2 separate regions of the Mus musculus genome follow, and region 2 is linked to region 1. The links are chromatin contacts, called in public ChIA-PET maps. All regions are on one chromosome and are shown on one strand. Each heading gives the region's core, a stretch centred on a gene start, on an enhancer-like site or on the middle of the called end of the contact. The rest is flanking DNA. Distances are from core to core; before and after follow the strand shown.

Region 1 (7,842 bases), core at 2,322-4,821:
TGGAACATGGCAAGAGATACAGAGGCTCTCAGACTTGCTCCAGCATCTTTGAATGCTCCCTGTTCCTGTGGGCCAGCATCACATTCAACCTGCTGTTAGAAAAAAACAAAACAAAACAAAACAGATCATACAAAGAGTCTTCCTGTACCAACTAAAACAATCAAGACAATCCTCTACAGACATGCGTACAGAGTATGCTGATGTAGACAGTTCCTGACAGAGACTTTCCCTAGAGGACTCTAGATTGCGTTAAGTTCACAATGAAAGCTGGGAGCTGAATTCATCACACAAAGCATAAACAGAAAGTCCCAAAGAGAATCAAGTGGGAATGGAGAGGGTGCTAGTAGAAACGTGGAGGCAAGTGATGATAGATAGGGCCTATGCATAGATGTTGTCAACAGGAATACTGAGGTGGGAGGAGCTGCCTGTGGCCAGGTGTGCAGGGGGAACAGGTCCAGGTGAGAGGCAATAGGCTTGCTGTGCACAAGAAAAGGAAACAGGTGGAGAGATCACGGTCCACTGAAACCAAGACACTGAAGAAAGCCAAGATGAACTAATACATTAATTTAAAACACAGCAATGCTAAGTGTCAGTGGACAGATGGTTGAGAAAAGCATGGTCCGAACAGTAGAACATTCAGTTGTGAGAAGATGGGAAACCATGCCCAATGGTAAGATATGGATTAACCCTGAGAACAGTGAGTTAAGTAAGCCAGGCTCAAAAGGCGGTATTATACGGTTCTGTTAGTGAGGCTCCTGTGCAGACAGACAGACAGCAGGATGGTGGTTGTCAGGGGCTGGGGGAAAGTGTCTGCACAGTTCCAGTTTCGGAAGGCAAGGAGCATCTGAAAAGGGGTAGCCATGGCGGTAGTGAAGTGCCAGGGTGCTCCTCGCCACTCATCTTAACGCTGCCAACGGCGAATTTATCTCACACACGTTTTATCACAGTGTAAAAATAAGAATGTAAAACTCAGTAGATATTTTTAAAAAATAAAAAAATGACACTCTGCATTTTACATGGGCCCATATATAGACTTTAAGCATGCTAGACTATTAAAGGGGTGGGTATAACAAAGGCAATAAACAGACAAATGATCCAAGGCGGAGAGTGAACCTCTGCCTGAATCTGGAGAATGGTGTTTAGGGATGGTGCAGTCAGTGGGGGATGGAGCTGTCTCTGTGGTAGTTTCAAGGGACATTATCCTGCATCCTCTTTAGTGTGAAGAGGGGGCTCCCTATACCCTATACCACCCCCAACTGCTTCAAAATCCAGTTCCTACAAGGGCCCTTTTGGCTACTTGAACGCCTTCTCTGCTAACCAGAAAGACTGGTCCTCAGGTACCAGCTGCCTCCCAGGCTGGCCAACCACCTGGCCCAGTCTCCTGCATCCATGGCTAGCACACTCAGTGAGGCTTATGCACATAGTAGGTGCTCAGACTACAGGAAGAATGAAGGGGGGGGGCTTCTTATGCCTGGACTCCAGCGACCTCTGTGGGTGACTCTTCCTTCTTCTGACTCAGCACACCTCTAAAACCATGGGAGCCTAAAGATGTCCACTCTCTCATTTTTCAATAACCGATGGCTAATACAGATTGTCAAGTTGACAGAATTTAGAGTCACCTAGCAGAGAGGCTTCTGGGTGTGCCTGTTGGGGGTTGTCCTGATTAGGTAAACTGAGGTAGGGAAGTCAACCCACCTTTACTGTGGGCTGGAATCCTAGACTGAATCAAAAGGAGAAGGTTAGCTGAGCACCAGCAGCCATGCCTTCCCATTTCCTGACCCCAGATGCATGCAACAAGCCACCCTAAGGTCCTACTGCCCTGACTTCCCGGAACGACACCCTTAAATTCTGAGCCAAAATAAATCCCTGTTCCCCTCAGGTGTTGTTTGTTTGTTTGTTTTGGGTTTGGTCAGGTATTTTATCACAGCAATGGGGAAAAACAGCTAAGCAACAACCAGACCTGGTTTCTATTTGAACCCCTGATTCTACTTGATAATGGAGAACTCCTGTCAGCCAGGGCTTAGTTGCATCCTCTGTTCTGATCAGTTCCGAAGGGCACGGCAGGGATACAGTGGTCCTGTGAGTGTGTCTGGTCACTCATCCGAGCATGAGGACGGCCACTGCTTCAGGAAGATGAGTTGCCACCATGCCACTTCAAGGAAAGGGTCATTTGTGTTCCGTGCCTGAAATTCAGACCATGATAAAAACCCCTTCCAGATTTGCCGTCTCCAACGCTTGAATACACCAAGCACCCCCATGCTGCCCTCTTGGGCATGCTGCTGAATTTTGATTGATGTGTCCAATTCTAGGACAACTGAGCCCATCAGGGTGCTGAAGAGGGGACAGCAGAAGGAGCACCAGGGTAGGCTGTGTGTTAAATGAGCAAGCCATGACAGACAAGCCAAGCACTGTGCAGGGGCATGCCTGCTAGGATTGAATAAGCTTTTAGCCAGGGAAGGATACAACCCTTAAACAGCAAAGCAAGGACACCCCTGGCTATGTCCACCAGGTCTCCTAACTGCAAAGCAGTCTGGTTACCATCCAGGAGGGAACATGATAAGAGGATTCAAAGTGGCCTGTCTGTAACTGACTACTGAATGGCTTCAAGAAAGAGACGCCCCCCCCCCCCCACCATGTTACAGTACTACTCTGAAGCTAGAAACGTTTGCCTACTAAGAAAACACAACACCTTGCCTTGGTGAGTTCAAAAGAAAAGAGGACTTCTTCAGTTCACTGTCGCAAAGACCCAAGGACGAGAGACTGTATTGAGTGGTGGCTTTCTGCTGGCAGAGTCCCAAGCAGCAAGGGATCTCCCCCCAAAAGGCAAGGGCCATGCATGCTTCAGTCCAGTGAAGGCCTCACTGCTGGCTACACTGTGTCTGCCCTCTAACACTTACTTCACAATGGGGACAAAATTCCAACCTGAGTTGGGAGGTAGAGGAAGTTGTGTTGAAACCGTAGCAACAATCAAAATAAAAAAAAAAAAAAGTTCACATGACTAATTGATGACTCAGTGGCCGTGGATGTCTCTAGATCCCATTGGCCAGCATTTAGCTAAACTAGAACCTTAGCCGATCATTTCATGTTCCTTAGTCATAATCTCTTCAACGTTCCTTCAGATTTCTAGTATCCAGAGCTACTCAGTGAACAGAAAAAGTTTAATGACTATGGTTTTAGTACTCTAGACAGCGTGTGCCAACTGTCCTGAGAAGGAATGAATGTGTGTGTGTGTGTGTGTGTGTGTGTGTGTGTGTGTGTGTGTGTGTGTGAAATCACGTACTAAATATCTACCCAAACTTTAGCTCTTATATACTAGATTTTATTTTATTTTAACAGATATTGTTGTGCAGGCCCCAGTTCTTCTCTAGCTTTTCCAGAGCGCGCCTCCCTGCTCCATCTTTCTCTTCTCTTGACCAGGTGTGCAAACAATTAGAAGGGCTCAATAGGTCAGGGCCATCTGTGGTTTTTACCAGTTGGCAGTGGCATGCGGGGAGGAGGCCAGGGTTGTGGGTCTAGGGTTGGGCAACTTTGTAACAAACATATTAGATGATGCAACGGGGCACAGGCTTCTGAAAGGCACACGTGGTCTCAACTGTGGCACCTTGGAAACAGCCTACGAACTCAAAGGTGACGTTTTTTTCCCTTGGGCTTGAGCTGGGCTTTCTGGTAGAGTGCAGCCGAGGAGTAAGTTGGATCTGTGTGGGGTTTTAACTAATGTGCCCAAGTAAGTTGGGAAGTGGTTGTCATAGCAGCAGGGTAGCCATGAGACTTGAGGCAGTTGTAGGTAAAAGCCAAGCTCATGGAGGTAGATGCTGTAATGAACAAAGGGCCTATCTATCTACCAACCCTGCAAACAGGCTAGCTTATTAATTATAGACAGCCCAGTCTGGTGTCCCAGGAGGCCCCGGTGTGAATTGAGGGACATAGCAAGCCAGTTTGGGATCCAGTTCCTCTGCTCATCAGCACCTGGCTTCATGCATGGTGTCTGCCCAGGAGGGTGGATGAGGCCAGGATAGCCTGGCCAGGGTCTGCAGGAGTGAGGGCTGATGATCTTGCCAGCAGCCACCTCCCAGGCCCAGCTGCAGGGCTGGGCTTCCTGAAAACTGTGAGTCTGGAGCAAGACAGCTGACCCCTGCCTGCCTGTTTACAGTTTTCACAGGGCTCTGGGGACAGCTGTGGCCTCCCCACCCCTGTGGCCTCATGGTGGTGATGTGGGGGGGGCCCTACTGGAGCGGCTGGGATTTAGGAACATCATCAGCTGTTCAAGAGCTACAGTCTCCCCATAGCTTTCAGCAAATAGTGGGTGTTAGTTCATATCTCCTGTAAACAGTTGTATTCTCGGTGGCTGCCCGGCTCCGGTTAAATATTAACAAAGAACGGCCCCCATGGCCACTCCTGGGGTGTCTGTTTTAAATATTTAAGTAATTGCTCTTTCCCGTCCCTGAATGACATTTTGGCTAAATTTTCTGTAACTGCTGTTGTTCCTCTGGTTATTAAATTGTGTAAAATGCCCACCCCTTCCTCTCTCCCTTCCTCTCTTCTCCCTCCCTCTGTAAACAGCTGTCTCATTCACCGCCAGTCAAAACACCCTGGGACATCCTGGGGCCCAGAGTATCCTGCAAGGCTCATGTGTGACCTCCTGGGAAGCAGGTGGCTATTGAGCTTGGCAGTCTCTCCCCAGGATGCGGCAGAGGGGCTCACCTTGGTGCGCCAAGAAGAGCAGCTGAGCTGTGCTGAGTTGGGTCTGTCTCCATCCAGTATTTGTGGTAACCACAGGCTTCGGGATAGTCTGCTTCTACCTGGGCACAGCTGTGGAAACTTCCTCGGGCCTTAGATTTTGCATCGTTAGGGATCCGCACCCAGGCAGGTTAGTTCCTCCTTCCCAGGTAAGGCATGGGATGGCTGTGCCACTGAAGCCTTGTCTTAAGAGCTAGGTTCTTTCTCTCCTTTCCTTTCCACTCCATGGAAGGAGCGGGGGGGGGGGGGGGGGGTAGAAGGACGAGGGTGACCTTTTTCCTGCTTGGGTCAAAGAAGTCTAGCTCTAATTTATGAGACTCCAAGACAACCTTGCATTTCTGAAGAGCTAGTGAGATCACCTGAAGAATAAACTAATTTAAAGTCACTTCCACTTACCCCAAAGACTACCATGCAGATCTTAGCATCGAATGAATTCCATCCTTAATATTTTAAAGACCTTTTAGTACTTAAAAAACAAAATAAAGGGGTGATTCCAATACTATAATTCCTGGTAGGGCACCAGGGTGGACCCTCGGGACACTTCCTGTTGGAGGAGCCTGATGTAGCACTAGAGTCTCATGGGAAGTCGTGAGTCCCCAGATGCATGGCATCTCTGCATTCTCACTTTCCTCCTTTCTACATGGAGGAAATAGTAGTTCTGACTTCAGAATTGTTAAGATCGACAACTTGGACTTCGTGAGTGATACAACGTGCCTGCACAGTACTGCCTCAACCAATGAGCTAGCTACTGCTGAAACTAACCAGGAGGGAATGCTGAGGGAGAGCATGAGTCAGTCCCCAGGCCACCCTGTGGCCCAGAGACAGAGTCATTAGTTGTTGGGACGTTTGAAAGCAGGATTGCCAGCCAGAAGTCAAATGGACATGTAGGGGCTGAAGAGGGGTCAGTGCCTGCAGCTCTGCGCATGTCAGAGCGATGCAGCTCTGCGCATGTCAGAGGGAAGCTCAGGGATAGCGCCTCATCCCTCAGAACCTGGGGCCACAGGCAAACCGACTGGTGGGGCAGAGGGGAAGTACTTAAGAGCAGGACTAAGTAGAAGTCTGTTTGGGGCTCTGCTCAGTCATTTACCCTTGGCTACCCAGACACGGGATGGTAACAGCCAGCCGTGGCCTCCACCCCACCCTCAGACACTCTAAGAGACACTGGACCTGCTTTCCAAGAACTAACTAGTCTTTCAGTATGAGTGGATTTTATATAATGGGGTAATGATCAAAGCCCACCTCAGCATCACCCATAGCGCTCTGGAGGGCGTTGAAACGTGGGGTAGATGGGCCTCACCTGAGCTTGTTGATACAGAGGGATCCAGACCAGTGGTTCTTACCTCGTGGGTCGTGACCCTTCTGAGGGTCATATATCAGATATCCTGCACATCAGGTATTTACATTACAATTCATAACTGTAGCACGATTATAGCTGCGAAGTAGCAACAAAATAATTTTGTGATGGGGGGGGGGTCAAAACAACATGAGGAACTATATTAAAGGGTCATAGCATTAGGAAGGTTGAGAACCTCTGCTCTAGATGCTAGAGTGAAGATAAGAATTTACATTTCTGATTAGTTCCTGTATCGGTTGCTATTCTCCTTCTCACAGATGGACTGCCTCTCCTTTGACTTCCCGCCTGTTATGCTTGGGACTACTGCAGAAGCTTAGCCCCTTCTGATGTTTGTGTATGACAATCTACAGGCCCAGTCCTTGACACTATCTGATCCAGAGAGCTGCCTTGTGGGGATGCAGACCTTCTACAAACAGGCACACTATGCACCAGGCACCCAGCACAGTCACCCTGGCGCTCCACTCTCAAAAACAAAAGAAGGATGGAGACCCACTGGACACATAAAAAAGACCAGAAATACGAGAAAGAAGTAGGAGAACAACCAACCTCATAGGGAAAATAAATATTTCAGAAAGCAGAAGATAATTCCTCAAAATATTAACCAGTGTCTTCAGAGGAATGAAGGTCTGAGGCCTATAATGAAAAGGAAATAAATAAATAAATAAATAAATAAATAATTGCTGTCAAAAAGGAATCACACGGTAAAGATAGAAGCTTAGAAATTAAACAGGATGATTTAAATCAAAATTTTAATTAAGCTGAGCCAGGTGGTACACACCCTTAATCCCAACCCTCAAGAGGCAGAGACGGGTGGATCTTTGTGAGTTTGAAGCCAGCTTGGTCTACATAGGGAGTTTTAGGTCAGCTAGAGCTACATAGTGAAATATTTTCTCAAAAAAAAAATGGAGTGAGAGGGAGCTGGAGAGAGATTTCTCATTGGTTAAGACTATTTGCTGCTCTTCACATGCCTGAATTTAATTCCCAAAACCACAGGACAATTAATAGCTGTCTGTAACTCCAGTCCCAGGGGAGCGAACCCCTTCTTCTGGACTGTCTGAGTAGCAGGAAGGCACATGGTGCACAGACAAAACACCCATATACAAAACAAAAACCTAAAATCATTAGAGCTGGAGAGGTGGCTTAGCAGTTAAGAGCATATACTCCTCTTGCCAAGGGCTCAAGTTCAATTCCCAGCACCTGCATCAGGAAGCTCACAACCTCCTATAATCCCTGCTCCTGGGGAACTAACCCTCTCCTCTGTCCTCCTTCTGTAGGTCTCATGCACTCACGTGCATGCCCCACTGCCACAGACACATACACATAGTTAGAAAGTACATTTATTTTTGCAATAAAATAATCTTAAAATTCAAAATTGTCAGCCGGGCAATGATGGCACACACCTTTAATCCCAGCATTTGGGAGGCAGAAGCAGGTGGATTTCTGAGTGTGAGGCCAGCCTGGTCTACAGAGTGAGTTCCAGGATAACCAGGGCTACACAGCGAAACCCTGTTTTGAAAAACAAACAAACAAACAAAAAATTCAAAACAAAAAATTGTCAATAAAACAAAGCCGGGATGCATCCTAGAGTTTAGAATGAAAATAGGAAGAAACTAAAAAATGTAAGTGAAAAACACAGTCGCAATAAGTCAACCCAGAATGTCAGGTGCTTGATTGTTTTGCAGCAATAAGCACAGAATACTCAGAAAAGAATATAATCTCAGAAACAATGGAAGATCCTGGCATAAGGTCTT
Region 2 (7,842 bases), core at 3,845-6,344, 110 kb after region 1:
TGGGCTTTGAAACATCTCTGAGGTGTATTAGAGAATCATAGCCTGCTTCTTGTTTTGCAGATTGGAAACCTGGACGATTACTATCATTTTTACCACAGCAAGACCTTCAAGAGATCGACCTTGAGCAGCAGGGGCCCCCACACCTTCCTCAGAATGGACCCACAGGTACACGCCTCCAGACAATGTTCCTTCCCGAGGCTGAGAGCATCCTGTTTTGCCCTCCTCAAAGGAGACCATAATGGGTTTCTAGTCTCAAAAATTAATTTCTGTATTTACATTGGATACAAGGTAGCAGAGATAGAGCAACATGTCACATCCACTAAATGCTCTCGATTTTTGTATTTTTATCAGACTTGAGAAAAATACTTGACTTTAGTTAAAATGTTGAAATCTATCAATATTTTAAAAATGAGTCGTGCTTGGGAGATATCTCAGTGGTGGACCCTTGCTTAGCATGTACAAGACCTTGGGTTTACCCCAGTGTGTGTGTGTGTGTGTGTGTGTGTGTGTGTGTGTGTGTGTGTGTATGATTCTTACCAATAAACTAAACCCTTAAAGCAAATATTTAATAATGAAGTTAGTGATGAGGCAGGGAGAAATTTTTCTGGTCATTATATAATTTTTCTGGTATCTTAATGGTTGGAGCAGTAAGCATGACTCTCCTTAAAATTTTGTGTGATCTCTCTTTCAGATTTAAGTAAATTAGTTTGAAGTTTTGTGTAACCCATGCTGACTGGGTCAGTAAATTATGCTTCCTTTCTACCTATATTTGAAATTAATGTTGGCAAATTTCAGTCAGCAGATACATGGTAAAGATTGCAACTGCACAAGAGGCTGTGGGCCTTTCACACGTTCATTTATTCAGCAGGTGCTTTTTAAATACCTGCTGTGTGGTTTATTCTGCCTCTAGCAAGGGCAGCGATGCTGGCAGTGAAGCTGGCCAAAAATGAAGCAACACATTTGGTCACAATGCGAGCCGAAAGGGAAAAGGACGTGCATGGGAGAAACACTACTAACCACAAGGAGGTGTGGCCGTTGATAGGTAGGCCACGATGTTTTTAAACATAGTAGTCATTTCATTTTAAAAGCCATGCTCTAAATGCCAGTCTGAACTCACTGACTGGCACACAAAATTATTTCAGCCATTTCCAGAGAACGTTTTACAATAGTTTTCGTGGAAGAATAGGTTTTTGATGTTGCCACAAACCACTCTGTTGACCATCACTGGCTTTACTGTGTTGGCAGAGCTGGGGAGGGGAGAGAAACAGTCCCTCCCTGGACACAGTGATGAATTGCTCTGCTCTGGGCCATTGCTCTATGGGCATTCTGGTTTGAAGTAGACCCCACTCATGTAAGTGGGGCATGGGAAGCAGAGATCCTGAATGTATTTGTGAATTCATTTTATAGGTTGGTGGGTGAGAGGGTGGATGGATGGGTGGATGGATGGATGGATGGACTGATGGATGGATGAATGGATGGATGGATGGATGGATGGATGGACTTATGAAGGGGTGGATGAGTGGGTGAAAACATGGGTGAATGTGTTTATGGAAAGGCGAATAGGTGGGTGAGTGAGTGGGTGGGTAAATATATTACTGATGGAGGGATAGATGACTGGATGGATACATGATTGATGGATGCTTGGGTAGATGAATAGGTGTATTAGTGGGTGGCTAGATGAACAGATGGATAACCACAAGAATGGATGAATAAATACAAAGATACAGACAAAGGACATTCTGCTAATTCTCTTATTCCCTCTACAAGGAAAGGAATGTAATGTTTATTAGCAGATTTTTATGTGTCTGGGCATTTTAAAGCATGCCATTTCACCTAATTACACGGGGTTATAATTATATCTACTTGTGGTCACAATACAGAACATGAAGAAGTGTTTTTCAGAGGAACGAGGGCATTCCCTTCCCTTAGGAAGCCAAGCCATAAGCATAGCTGCTCTCGATTCTAGAATGGGAGTAATTAGTGAAGGGTGAGCAGAGCTGGTCCTCAGGGCCCATAGAGAAGGGCGGCGGGGAGCTGGTGCACAGCCGGAACTTGGGAGAGCTCTGATGGGCTCTGTGAGTTGAAAGTGAGCCATTGCCCTTCTTAGGGGAAAGGCTAAGCTCAGAAGGAAGTTAGCACCACATCGCCCTGCTACAGTTTCACTCCAAGCAAGCAGTGGCTATGTCCTGTAAAGACATCATGCTTTCTCTTCATCTGAAATCTCCAGCATCTTCAAATTCCCACCTCTCAGGGAGTAAAAAATCAGGGCAAGTATTTGTATGGAGAATGCTCTGACATGGGGGCTCTTTGCTAAGAGACTTGGCCCCCAATCCCTTTCGAGGGGGCTTCCAAGAATTAAAACTCCTTCTTGATATTCAGACAAATATAGAGTCAAAATAGGAGACACGGAGAATGCTTTGTCTTCTGTTTTAAACCTTTGTAGGGTTTTGTTTGGATTTTAGGTATTGGGGCTTGAACCTAGGGCCTCCTATATAACAAGCAAGTGACCGACCACAGAGCTATGCTCTCAGCCTCCTTTTGTATTTTTGTATTAGGAAACAAAGTCTAGATAATTTTCCTTGGCAGAACTTTGATCCTCCTGACTCAGCCTTTTTGAGTAGCTGAGATTACAGACGAGAGCCACCAGCTCTGGAGGTTTTAAACCTCCCTATGGTACTTAGCTGGGCATGTTTTCTTTTTCAAAAACATGAGCTGAATGATTGTGGGATGCAAAGCTGCTCAGTAGTTCTGGTCCTAGTGAGGCTTCGGTGATGCTGGGGCAGAAGGCTCATGCACGGGCCATGCAGGCCGGGTGACAGGGACCTATTCCCAGAGGTGCCCGTGGCTGGATGCCCTAGACCCACCTGTATGCAACAGCTAAGCTGGTCCATTGATTCATGCTGGGTTTGTTGAAAGGAGTGTGTTCAGTTTGGGTCTCCCTGCAAAGTGTTCCCCAGGGATTAGTTTTATCATTTTGTTTGAGACAGAGACTCATTCTGTATCACAGGCTGGTCCAAAACCCACTAGATAGCCCAGGGTGACTTAGAATTTATGGCAAGCCTCCTGCCTCAGCTTCCCCAATGCTGGTGTTACAGTCGTGAGCCACCATACCCTGCAGCTGTATGCCTGAAGTAAGCAGAAGGAAGAACAGACTTCCTAGGGCAAGACTCTGGCAGCTAGCTTTTTCCAAATAAAAACCCCTTTTACCTAGTTTCTTGGTTCCTGGCAGGGCTGCCATCAAAGCATCCTGCCAATAAAAAAATAAAGAGGAAAAAGGTGAAAAGCCTGCCAGTCCCAGCCCTGCGGAGACCTGCCAGTGATTGGCCAATTGTCTCCCTCAGTTCTAATTAAAGTTTCAACCCCAGAGAAAGCATATAGACCAATTAGGAATTCTGAACTGCAAATGAAATACCTCTGTTTACATAGTCTAGTTTTAAGGCAATCCAAATGAATCCACTGTTCGTTTGATGAATATTTACTTTACCCAGTCATTTCCAGTTTGATGAAATTTGCTGTTTCATAGAATTACTTAGTACTGACCCTTATCAGAACCGTTTTCTTCCGTTAGCCCTTCATGATACCCTTTCACTTGGAAAGGTCTATAATTAATATTATTAACAAAAGGAAACGATGATTTAATATTATTCAGAGACATTGGAATGTAGTTGTCCATGTGCTGGAATGACCAAACTGGAAATGAATGCTATAGGGCTTTGGATAAAGTCCAGCCAAATACAGATGGTATTTTATTTTAATTACCTTTGATTTCTGTTGTATCAAAGCGGTTTGATGAGTGATGGAATTTACAGTCCACCCCAACATCATAGGAAATGGATGGAGTGTACATTTGTTTAAACCAAACACAAGCGGGAGGCAGCGAAGAAGGGAAGCTTGTCTTTATTTATACATAGACACATAGACACACATAGACACACACACACATAGACACATACACACACATAAACACATACAGGCACACACATAGACACATACACACACATAGACACATATATACACATACACACACATAGACAGATACACACACATAGACACATACATACACATAGACACACACAGACACATATACACACATACACACACATACACAGGTCACCCCTACCAGGCAGCTCCCTCCACCCATCCTTTACCGGCTTCTCTGTAGGCCAGCACTGTCTTTGCATTCTTTTAAAATATAAATATTTTATGTGTATGGCTGTTTGCCACACGCACGCAGTTCCTGTGGAAGCTAAGAGAGAGCATGGGATCCCCTGAAACTGGAGTTGCTAGCCAACATACAGGTGCTAGGAATAAAACTCAGGTCCTCTGGAAGAGCAGTGCTACTCTTAACTGCTGAGCTACTGGCTTCTGTACGTTCTTAATTAACCTTTGCGTGATTTCCTCTTGAGGGGGCCATTTTGCTTTGCTTTACTGATCAGCCGATCACAGGGAGAACAACTTACGTGTTCCCAGCGTGCAGTATTGGCCACTGGGTTTCTCTGAAGGCTGTCATCTAAGCAAAGTGAAACCATTTGTTTTTAACTTGTTCTTTTGCTAAATGTCTGCAGAAGGGCAGATGTTGCAGAAGCCTCAGCCAATAGCTGAAAGGGCTCACAAATTTTTTAAAAATTACTCGTTCTAAGTCTGTTCCAAACTGGCTTATAGTTTAGATGCCGCTGCCTGTGACTTCCAACCCTTACATTTTAGCTAGATGACTCCAGTTCAGCCCTTTCCTTTGGTTTTCAGCCAGTTGGATGATGGCAATGGAAAGATGGAGATGTTATTGGATGGAGAGAGCTTCAGTGCCTGCTTCTGGGCTGTGGGGACCTTCTAGTTGATGCCTCCTGCTGGGGCTTTAACGCTTCCCAGTTGCAGTGTGACTTCGGGGGCTGCAACGTGCATTCTGCTTAGCGCGATGGGACTTTGCCCCAGAGTTTAGTCAGAGCTCAGGTTTCTTTCCAGTGGTGATGCAACATTTAAACAGATCTTTCCATTAACCACAGATGGAATTTTATCTGACAGTTTGTGTGCGAGAGCCGTTCAAATAGCAAACAAACAGAGAGTTCCTGGCAGATAGCAGCACACGGACAGCGAGTGACCACAGTGGTCTCTGGGGGCCAATGGACTATGTAATGGCCAGGCTGCTCCTGCCCAGGATGGATCTGCCTATAATGGGTAGGAACAGCGTTCTAGCACCCTGACTGGAGGCCTCACAGACCACCACTTCTTCCCAAGCAGGATTGAAGAACAGTCGCCTCAATGCACTTCCAGCCCAGTTGATTTCAGGTGCATGGCTGTCGGCAATTGGCAAAGGGTCTGAATCTTAAAATGCACCTCAAAAGACAGTGTTTTATAATTTTACCTGCATTTCTGGCAGTCCTCAGTGACATCAAAGGCCTCACAGCCTCATTTGTGTTCTCTGGCTTGAGTTGGCAGGTACCCCCTCCCCAACTCCTTCATCGGTCAAGGCCAGCCCTCTTCGTGTATTGCCCAGTCCACATCCTGACTTCTCTCATGTGGGTTACAGCAATAGCTGTTCTCCAGTGAGCCTCCTTGTTGCCTCTGATCTATAGCTAACCTCTCCCAAGGGGATCCTATGAAACACCCTTTGCCACTGTCCTGAGTGGGCGGTACTCCCACCTCTTGGCTTCCTGTGTCCGCCTGAGCCCAGCCACACCAGCTTTTGTATTCCCCTCTGATGACCTCACGCCCCACTCATGTTCTGCCTTTGCACAGATTGCTCCCTATCTCTCCTGGTCTTTCTCTTCATCACCTCTCTCTGATCTCAAATATCCCTGCTACCAGGGAGCCAGTGGTTCGATCAACATCCTCAGGGTACGGTCTACTCTTCCTACAAGTTGTGTATTTGTGTTATAGATTTAGCCTGGAGTGGGTACACACCACAAGATTTGATAGCAACAGCAACCACGACTAGTAGTTTGCTTAGGATCTGGTCGGTGATAGAAACAGAAGTGGCCGGGAGCTGCGTAGGGTATCTCTGAGTTCTAGAACAGGCTGGGGAGCACATCCAGGGTGCTACAGCTGATAGAACCAGTGGGGAGTAATGGGAAGGCAAACCAACCAGATTGGGAAGAGGAGCTTGCCAACACGATATGAAGCTGTGGAGAACCAAGGCCACATCTTGTTTGTTTTTTATCCCCTCACAAGCCCAGCAGTCACCCGGTAAAAGCTAACAGATGCCAAATAAATGTTTATTGAAAAGTCTCTCAATTTTCACAGACCAGGCTCGAGCATACAATGGCTACCCGTCTTTATTTGCATATCAACTGCTTTCTATCTAAATGTTTTAGATATAAATTGTGAGATTCGGTGATCGTAAAACCCACACGGGGAAGCTGAGTGAGGAAAGCCTCGTCGCATGTTGCTGAAACCAAAATGATAAAGGAGTGTGAACCAGTGTCTGCTAGAGTCGTTGTGACAAAGGGTCACAGACTGGGTGGCTTGAATAACAGATACGTACTTATGTCTCACAAACTCGGAGGCCGGGAGGTGAAGGGGAAGGTTTTGGCTGGGTGTTTCTGTGAGGTCTTTTGCACATGGCTGTGTTCTTGCTGTGTCCTCGCATGGACTCCCTCTGTGCACATCTGCGTGCTAATCTCATATGAGGACATCAGTAATAATGGATGAAGGCCTACCCTAATGACCTCACTTTAACGCAATTTGTCTCTTTAAAGACTGTCTCCAGAGGTTGGGGTGTGGCTCAGTGACAAAATGCTTGCCTAACTTGTGTGAGGCTGTGGGTTTGAGCCCCACAGTCTCATTCTGAGAGACCGGGGGGTTAGGCTTTAACATAAAGTGGAGCTGTGGTTCTCAACCTCTCACAGGGGTCATCTAAGACAGATATTTGTATCATGATTCATAGCAGTAGCAAAATTACAGTTATGAATTAAAAACAAAAATAATTTTATGATTGGGGGTTACCACAACATGGGGGACTGTCCTAAAGGGTTGCAGCATGAGGAAGGTTGAAAACCTCTGATCTAGAGGGAGACACAGTTCAACCAGAACAATTGACCCAACTGGGTTGTGGCTGCAGGCTGTTTTCAGTGACTGTAAGCCAGTGATCTGCAATGGGGAAACTGTACTGTCTGTGTCCTTCAGCAAAGTGAGAAGTAACTTAGGAATGGGTGGCAGCTTCAATTTCCAAAGTTCCCAGGGACATACTGCTCATATGACCATCTGGTGAAGCCAGGGTCTTCCAAACTGAATTCAAGAAATGGCTTCTATGGTGGTTTTCTGTGGCTGCAGGTTAAGCGGGTGTGTGTGTGTGTGTGTGTGTGTGTGTGTGTGTGTGTGTGTGTGTGTTTATCGAGGAGGGTTGCTTCCCTGTTTCCTTGGGGGTGAGAGAGGTTAATGATGATAGTATTCTAGGCTGAGTTAGAAACATTCTGTGTCCTGGGTTTCCTAACTTTCCCCCAGTGTCTACTGCATGGCTTTTCTGTTGTGGGTGTACAATTGGCATAGCAACCTGGTGTCCCTCCTAACAAACCCCAAGAAGAAGAAGTGTACCACTGCAGGTGGGCGCAGGCATCCTACTAAGATCAGCTCAAATGAAGCCAGTAACCTATGGCAACAATTCTCCTGTCCTCTAAGGAGGTGACAGCTGTCACTCCCATGCCATGCACATGCAGAGAAAACCCTTTCGTCCCCCATGAGCCTTGTCACCTGCCACTGTTTCATTGAATCCATGGGTTGTATTTTCTTGGTCTGACATAGTATATTGTTCTTAGTTTAAACTGTCACAGTGACCAGACAACATTTTTTTCTTGAGTCAAAAGGAGAATGGCAGAGGAGAAAGAGTCAAGAAATATGGAAAAGTTAGAG

The links. ChIA-PET counts read pairs in DNA pulled down with a chosen protein or histone mark.
Region 2: a contact with region 1 is called in an REV-ERBa ChIA-PET map of liver, with 6 times the contacts expected there. The contact joins the enhancer-like site here to the promoter of 1810008I18Rik in region 1. A contact is called at or near these places in 6 of 484 Hi-C or Micro-C datasets (astrocytes, liver and nephron progenitors) and 4 of 115 datasets of contacts at active chromatin or transcription factors (hepatocytes, liver and pancreatic cancer cells).

What each region holds. Positions count from the first base shown.
Region 1 is chr7:65,799,466-65,807,307 of GRCm38.p6, forward strand. 1810008I18Rik (RIKEN cDNA 1810008I18 gene) reads left to right here and starts at 3,572. Exons shown (of 3, transcript NR_167723.1): 1 at 3,572-3,684; 2 at 4,561-4,867; 3 at 6,349-6,768. It overlaps Gm51485 (a long non-coding RNA gene), which reads right to left and starts at 2,885. Exons shown (of 3, transcript XR_003946789.1): 1 at 2,690-2,885; 2 at 1,961-2,183; 3 at 1-92.
Region 2 is chr7:65,910,142-65,917,983 of GRCm38.p6, forward strand. It overlaps Pcsk6 (proprotein convertase subtilisin/kexin type 6), which reads left to right. Exons shown (of 22, transcript NM_011048.1): 2 at 61-165. Among named protein-coding and RNA genes, the nearest start is that of Gm51486, 17 kb to the right of the region's middle. Within about 2 kb of position 5,095, at least 32 of the 459 cell types and tissues checked have an H3K27ac peak or open chromatin away from gene starts, as enhancers often do. A contact at or near this core is called in hepatocytes and liver, where this site is marked.